Linked DNA regions of Anas platyrhynchos: region 2 is linked to region 1. The links are chromatin contacts, called in public Hi-C maps. All regions are on one chromosome and are shown on one strand. Each heading gives the region's core, a stretch centred on a gene start, on an enhancer-like site or on the middle of the called end of the contact. The rest is flanking DNA. Distances are from core to core; before and after follow the strand shown.

Evidence for each region. A called contact is a pair of places that touch in the nucleus more often than the background predicts.
Region 2: a Hi-C map of skeletal muscle shows a contact between it and region 1, with 1.4 times the contacts expected there. The contact joins the enhancer-like site here to the promoter of LAMC1 in region 1. A contact is called at or near these places in 3 of 8 Hi-C or Micro-C datasets (F5 follicle, skeletal muscle and subcutaneous adipose tissue).

What each region holds. Positions count from the first base shown.
Region 1 is chr8:20,240,810-20,245,126 of IASCAAS_PekinDuck_T2T, reverse strand. It overlaps LAMC1 (laminin subunit gamma 1), which reads right to left and starts at 1,962. Exons shown (of 28, transcript XM_038182826.2): 1 at 1,449-1,962. The coding sequence starts at 1,845. It overlaps LOC140003067 (a long non-coding RNA gene), which reads right to left. Exons shown (of 8, transcript XR_011811019.1): 8 at 3,375-4,317.
Region 2 is chr8:20,275,232-20,279,096 of IASCAAS_PekinDuck_T2T, reverse strand. All of the region lies in intron 1 of LAMC1 (laminin subunit gamma 1), which reads right to left. Among named protein-coding and RNA genes, the nearest start is that of LAMC2, 31 kb to the left of the region's middle. Within about 2 kb of position 1,961, at least 5 of the 8 cell types and tissues checked have an H3K27ac peak or open chromatin away from gene starts, as enhancers often do. A contact at or near this core is called in F5 follicle and subcutaneous adipose tissue, where this site is marked.

The DNA.
Region 1 (4,317 bases), core at 713-3,212:
AAGATAAGAAGCATTTATGACTGCTGATAGCCATTTCTAGAAGGGGTGGTAATTTCCCCTCTCTTCTATGAGCATCATAGTTTTTGGGCTGAGATCTCCTGTCCACACACACCTGCAACTTCATAATGCTGATCCACGCTATTCTCTATACCAACCTGCCTGCTAGCATCCAATTCCCAAGCTAAGGTTTTTAAACTTGATGTGTAAATTCTTAGAATTTCCAAAGAAGTTACAAGGCCCAACAGCCCGCTTTCACATGTTGACAACAGCCTTGCATCTCTTATTTGCCTTCTGCTGTGGCAGGAAAACATTACCCTGCTCTACACAGGCCGAACATCATTGTACATTAATCAAGACATCCCAAGTTGGCAAAAACTCAGCACAGGTCAGCATTTGCAAGCTGGAGGCACAGAGGGGATGCTGCCAGCCCTGAAGGGGCGCACAGCAGTGCTGAGCAGCCAGGATAGCAGCGCTTTCAGGAGTAAAGGCGGCTGCAGCATCAAGCGGGTCCTTGGAGATCATGCAGAATCAGTTGTGTAGAAGGGCTTCGTGCCCCCAAACGCCTCACAAAACCATACAACACCACCTGCATAAGTAGCTTAACACTTTGCTATTAAGTCTTAAAATTAACTCCTGCCACAATCAAGCCCAGAGCAAGCACCTCATAGTGGGGCAGGCAGCTTTCCTTTAAAACAAACCTGAAACCCAGGTGATTGACGATGCCACATTGCAGTGCCACAATATTGATTTGCCAGCGATGTTTTAAAGATGGTGTTTTCACAAAAGACACGAGCACACTTCTTCAAAGCCTGGGACACGGCACATCGTTTGTTCTAGTATGTTAGAAAAGCGGATTGTTTTTCAAATGATATATATATACACACACAGAGCTGCACAGGACCAAATGCAGCAGTAATGCAGATAAGCCTATAAACTAAAGTTTACCTTGATATAAAGGGTTATGATGATGATCTAAGGTTTACCGTAATATAAAGGATTATGATGATGTTCTATTAATACATGAAATCAACTCTTAGCTTACTGCTTTCTCCAATGACGAGAATAACAATTCCCGATGTACAAAAAGTAAAAACTAAAGCAGAACAAGAGGTGTTACCGCCTGCCCTAACTCAAACGCGCTCCCCTAGCCCCGGTAACGCCGGTGCGCTCATCGCAGCGCTCCCAACACCAGGGGCTCCAGGGTGGGTGCAGGCGGCAGGCGCTGCTGCCAGGGGAGCCCACGGCTCGCCTCCATCACATGAGACACGGGCACATCCCACCCAAAGGTCCCGAAACCCGACGCCCACCCCCCTGACCCCAAGCGGGGCTTTCTGCAGGACGAGGCGCGTCGCTGAGCTCCGGGGCGGGGCCGTGCGGTTACCGCGGGTTACTCAGCGACCCCTCGGCCATTCCCCCCCCGAGGGGCTGCCGGCCCCGCGCCGCCTTACCCAGGTGCAGGGTGAGGTTGACGGCGGCGGGGTGCTGCACGCCGGCCAGCATGCTCTGGCTCTGCCACCAGGTGGTGTCGGCCTGGCTGTTGTAGTCGGTGAGGAAGGCGGCGCCGTGCCGCAGGTGGGGCTGGGCGGCGTCGCAGAGGTGGCAGGACTGGGTGACGCCGGTGACGCCGGTCTGCACGCAGTACTCCTCGGCCGGCGACCCGCACGTGTTGGTGGCCACCACCGTGGCGTTGAAGGCGGCGTTGACGAACTCGGGCATGCAGCGCTGCGGCCGCCCGCTCCGCTCCTCCGCGCACTCGTCCATGGCGGCGCCGCAGCCGCGGGGCAGCGCCAGGGCCGCCAGCGCCGCCAGCACCAGCGGCAGCGCCCGGCGCCCGCCGCCGCGCATGGCGGCGGGGCTCGGGCCGAGGGGGCCGGGGGGCGGCGGGGGCTGCCTGGGGCCGCCGCGCAGCTCCGAGCCGCCGACTCGCGCCCTGCTCCCGCTGCGGGCTGGGCCGGGCCGCGCCGCGCCGCCGGGCGGAGCCGGGCGAGCTGCCGAGGGGCGGGCGGGCGGCGCGGGGCAGGCCGGGAGCTGCCCCCGGCCGCCATGGCCCGGCCCGGCCCCGCCGCTGGAATGCGGGGAGGGGGGGACGGGGGCGGCCGCGGAGGGCGGGGACCCGCGGCGCGGCGCCGCCCGGGGGGCTCCGGGCGGGGGGTCCGGGGCTGGCTGCAGGCTCCGGGTCCCGAGCCGGAGGGGTGCTGCTGACAGAGGAGGGGGCGGCTGGGCTGGGAGCACCTGAGAGCACCGAGTCCCCACGCTTGGTTCTTCCCGTCAGAACCCGCTTCGTGCCCTTGGCCGCGGCTTCTCCCTTGCCACTCGTTTGTAACGCTGCAGCGGAGCGGTGCGGCCACGCTTTGCTCACCGAGCTCGCGCTGATCTCGCCAAAATCAGAATTACACCTCCGCGAGCCCGAGCTGTGCTCGCTCTTCAGCGCCTTACCTGCTGAAGCAGCCCGTCAAAGCTTGGAGCCTAGCAAAGCATCCCAGCGTATTCCTGTAAATACATTGCTTTTGCAACACACAAAAGTAAATAAAATACTCTTTTCCCACTTAGCTATTTGAGCTCACGTAAATGAAGCAGGTTTTAAGTAGTTACCGATTGCCAACTTCATGTATGAAAGTGCACAATTCCTTTTCCATGGAAAAGGCTCCATGTTATCAGGGTTTACAACCCAAATCTGTTTCATTTAGGCACTGGGAAACCCTTCACTGCTGCCAGGTTACTGACGCAGACTCGAATCCGAAAGGGAAGGTGTCACAAGTAATAATTCTGGGGTCAGTATTTATCTGGTGCTGATAGAGCAGGACAGCCAGGTAACCTCTCTAACTTTCCAGTGCTTACAGGGCGAATAACAGTAACAGCACCTGGGTCAATAAATTCTTGTGACTGGAAAATCCCACGAAGTAGAGTGAGTCAAGCTGTGTGGGAGGAGTTGCCTGAAAGGAAGGAAGGACTGCTAAATAGATAGGACTTCAGCCTGGGCAGAACAACAAAACTTATGGGTAACCACCAAAAAAGAGCAAATAATATTTGTGGATAATGTTGGTAACTGTGCTGGGCTTAGACAGCATGGGGATAAATGAAAGAATGGTAAAAAAATGACATGGCTGCTTCTTTGAAAGCAGGTTCAAGTATTCAAGCACTTATTGCCCCAAACTGCACTAACTGCAATGATACCAAGACTCAGAAAAACATGCTCTGTATTTAGCCAAGAGGTGGGCAGGAAAAAAATATATAAAGATGACTGTAAAAAATGGCACTTTGTTACTTTAATTCTTCTTTGAGGTACTCAGATCAAATTAAATGAATGAGAGCAAGAGGGGAGAGAGTCAGAACAGAGAGATGAAATGCGAAAAAGCAAAAGCACCATAAAAACCTGAGAGGAAACAGCCTTTATTACAGTAGCACCACTTACAGGAAATAGAAGAAGAAAATGGCTATTTTCTTTCCATTTGATCAACAACAACAACAAAATTGCAACAAGGTATTGTACACCCACAAGCAGTTGGAAAGAAAGTAGAAGCACAGTTAATCTCTCTCCTTCCACAGCAGCTCAAGGAAAACACTAACACACCTACATAAAGAGCCTTTTTACTTTTCTGCAAGGAACAGATGAGACATGCTTGTCTTGCAGAATTAAATTAAGTAGATACATTTGACCCACTTGAGGTTATAAAGTCCAGAATGTTTCTAGTAAGCATCACAGGACAACACACATTTTAAGTTTTGGTCTTCCCATACTCATTTATCTTCAGTACTTGTTCATACAAAAAATTTCAATGCACATGCTAAGGAAAACTGTTCACAAGTTTTAGACTGTCAAAGCTGAGCCTGGTTGCTCCATGGGTCTCAATTTTTAAAACAGGTTGTTAGAAGTTATCCCCACAAAGAAAAACAACAAGCATGAAAACTGCTCAACACCTAAACATTTCACTTCATACTTTTATGTCAGTTTACACAAAAAAATAAATGACAGAAAAGCCCTGTGCTATCAGTCTTATAGAGTTATCAGCCACCGGAGAAGGCACCCAAGCAACCTGATGTTACTTTTCACAATCTGCCTGGTCTGGGAGATGTAGGAAGAAGTTTCCAGCAGCTGCATTTGAACAATTTGCCTCTCAGGCTGGCACAGCCAGCAGAGGAAGTGTGTGCAGTGGTGGGAGATGAAGCACACTTGGCTCTGCCCTGCCGTGACCCCCATAACGCAGAGGCTTCCCACAGGCCCGTCTACTTTTCTCAGTGGACACAATCCAAACAACAGTAATTACAGCAGACATCCACTCCCCATCCACCAAATAAACAAAAACACTTAAAAGAAAG
Region 2 (3,865 bases), core at 712-3,211, 34 kb before region 1:
CTCAGTACCATATCACTGTTGGTTTGCAGTCAAGCCACTTGACACGAGCTCCTCACACACAGAAGGCAACAAGTGAGAAGCAATCACACTGTTGACGACAAATTGATTCCACAGAAGCCAGAAATTCTAAGTGTGAACACTCAACATCATAACACAACTTGGGATAAGCCTCCTCTTGCTGCCCAGTTCAAGCAGGAGATGAGCAACCCCTTTCTATTTAGAAGCATTTTTTGTATGAGTCTCAGCGCAAAGCGAGGAGGAAGCAGCATATATCAAGTGTTTAAATCAGACCCTCACAGGCTTCCCATTTCTCCTGCTATGTGGTCTCTTCTCAAGAACAAGTCCTCACCGAAGGCAAAGAGCGCTAAAAGGTGAAGAGCAGGTAAGCAGAACTTCGAGGCAAGCACAGACACAAACCGATAGCCAGACGTGCACAAATAGCTCAGTTTTCTTCAGCTAGGACAGCCTCTCTCTAGATAGAAGCAAAACCCGAGTTCAGGCTTCATCAAGATGACTTCAGGGAGGAAACGCAGTGAAAGAACCCAGCGAATGAAGAGGAGAAGCGGGCTTGTGCTTACACTCTACAAACACAAAATGCTCTAGCAGGAAGGGCAGCTCACAGCCTGCACGTCCCAAAAAAAAGAAACAGATTGTCAGGTTTGCAGGGCTGTCCCAACAAAAACAACCATGTCACCTCCACAGCACGCAAACAACCCCGTTTTTTTCCCCTTCTCTACTACTAGATTATAGCTCTGTTCCCCAATCAGGTCTCCTACAGATCCCTGCAAAACAAAACAAAACAAAAAACAGCTAAGCTAAAGGTACAACACGTGCAGAATGCACTCTCGGCAGTACAAAAACATTTTTCCACAGAAATCTCCCATGCTAAATGGAAAGAACCCTCCCCTTCTCTGCCTGCGGTTTTACACCATGGGCCAACAAAAACACACTGGAAACTGCACGGGTTTGCCCAGGTGAAAAGAAATTCATTTCAGCTGGCACTGGAACTCCTTGAGAGGCCTTGCTGATGGCGTGACACAGGAATGCAGTTAGTGCACGCAGCAGGGCTGTGCTCCAGCACTGTATCAGCTCGCCACGGGTAAATACTGCTGGAACAATAGCGTTTACCCAAGACAGCTGACAGTGTTGAAATACGTTTTCCCCCTGTTTATACTGAGGGCAAAAGCTGTGCTTAGCAGCCTGGCCGCTAGCAGAGCTCTTCAAGGTTGCAGAGCCTTTTTGCTAGCAAAGCTAAGCCTTCCAGGCTGCCTTCAAGTTTTGCAGGGCTGAATAAATACATCCTACTATTACCCTGAGAAATGGCAACAGCAATAACTAGGTGAAAGGCAGTTTTAAACATTTAATTTGGAAGACAAGAAATTATTGCTCTTCTGTTTCTAGACGTTGATCATTTTTTTAACCACGGTTTGGTCCACTTGGTCTCACATACGAGCAGTCTCTTAAAGCAGGCACACGGATAAGCCTTCAAGGAAGCACTTCAGTTCCAGATTTTAGCAAGTCTGGGTGGTGAAGGAGGAGAGGGGGTGAAGATGGTATCAGAGATGTTGCCTGTGCCGAAAGCTGCTAAACACTACCCCCAGCAACCTGACCGTGTTGTCAAGCTGGCCACAACCTCCAGGCAAGCTGATGGATGTCAGCAGGGTCATCTCCCACTTCTGCGTCCCAAGGTCTAGCAGGACACATACCATGCTGAAAACCATAAGGATAGTCAGGAAAATTAAATGCTATTTAGATCTTCACAAGAAATTCTTCCCTTTCCCCCCAAGTTAGGAATTCATCCCTAGACACAAAAGGCCTCCTTGTGCTCAGGCCCCTCAGAAGGGATGGATAATTTACATCAGGAAAGCATCCCGCCAGCTGGCACTCTGACTACAAGCACTGGATTGTGAGCAGATGCCTTTGAGATAAGCCCCGACCGACACTTGCCTCCTTCATTATCGGTCCGCTCACATCCTCTGCATGGCTTCAGAAAGAGCTCGCGCTCCCTCTCCTTTATTCTCTGCAACTCAGTACAGCCCCCGAGCAGTAAGCTTTAAAATGCAGCTGTTTTGCTGCTGAGGATAAAAGTCTGTCCGAGAAGACCACGTCAGGCAGAGTCAAACTTCTGCACAAGTATTTTCAGCAAAATTCCCTGAATAGTAATGGAACAGCTCAGCTTTGCTCTGAATGTTTCTCTTTTGGTTAGCTCTGGTTTCAAGCAGCGTTTTTCTTAGAGACACCTGCTGACAACAATTCCGTGTAAAATTTAAAAGACCCGAAGACAACACGGTAGCGTATTTATTATTTTGTTACTAGATTTCATTTCCAATTCACAATGACGAGACAGAGCGAGCAGCTCTCAATACCCTTGGCATTTCCTTTTGCTTTTTGTCCTGTCTGACCCGTCCCACTCTCAGCCCCAGGACAAAAGGCCAGGTTTGCCAGCCCACAGAACTGGAAGGCACTCACTGGAAGGCACTCACAGCCGTGCACCCTTCTTGTTCTCCCTCCTAACTCCATTCTGCCTTCCTGAACCGCCACCCACCATCCAGCACTATATTGAACCAGCAAAAGGCTTGAGGGCAGCGAAACGCCTATCTGCTCCTCTCTGAGGAATGAAGAACTACCAGCAATAGCAGGAGGCAGCAGCCCCCACCATGTACAGGGCGTAGCAGAGGTACTGCGACCCTACACAAGCAGAAAGCTGCAAGGAACACACACACTGATGCTGGCAAGTTAGCGAGCTCTTATTTAAGACTGATTGCTGCTTCCTGAGTCCACTACTCCAGACTCTCAGCTACTGCCGTGATTTTGGGCAGCCTTCCATGCTAGAAACCCTCCCTAGAGCACAGGCACAGGGACCACTGGTGCAAAGGCAATATTTAAGGAGTTATCCCATCCTGCAGAATGGGAAAGGGTTTTCCAGCATGCAGACAAGCAATGAAAGCAGGGCAGTAATTAGAAGGATAGGAGAATGAGAAACTTCCAGAGCAACTTGCTCTTTTGGAATAAAATAGGTTTAGTAAACATCAGCCCAACACCTGCAAGACACATAACTGGTAAGTTATGTCGCTTGCATCACATACACATGAAATGGCCAAACTTATGACAAAAAGCAAGAAATTATTATAGTTCTAGAGCAAATATCTGTTGTAACTACACCCTAGCTTTTCTGGGAAAATTTGTGGAGGAGGAAGATTACAGCACTGGTGTCACACATAAAATGGAATAGCCAGAGTCTGAAGAAAAAAAAAAAAAAAAGAAAAGAAAATGCAGGGTTTCTCCTTTTCCGATGATCTTCCTTAGAAAAACAACACCACGCAGCATCATGGACGACAGGTCTCATTCTGAACCTTCCTGGCCTTCCTGGGAACATATGTGAAAAGTGGTAATGAGAAAGCTTCGCTTGATTTTCTTGTCTTCTCCTGAAGGACCCAGGGATTCAGGCAGGTGTGTCGTGAACAAGAAAGGTCTGAAGGATTTTAACATAACCTAATTACAAACCACATTCTACCAAATGAGATTTCGGCACGCAGAGCTCCACTGAGTTGAGTGTTTGCATTTTTAAGAAAGCCCCTGGAGAAACAAGTACAGATTGCTTTTTCTAGGCATTCGTACCAAAACAGGGCAGGAGGAAGGAAATGCGTTTGGGACACTCGGTGGAACTGGTGCAGCCTTTAGCACACTGGAACGAACATGAACTCCCACCACCCCATGAGGTCATGCATTCTTCCAAGCACTCCTGAACAAAGGCACAATTGACTTGGGAGTGTAGGCGGTCCGGACAGCAAAAGGCTGCCTAGTAAATTATTGCATAATAATCCAACATTGATAAGTCATCAAGGCTGCTTGTTCCAGTCATGTT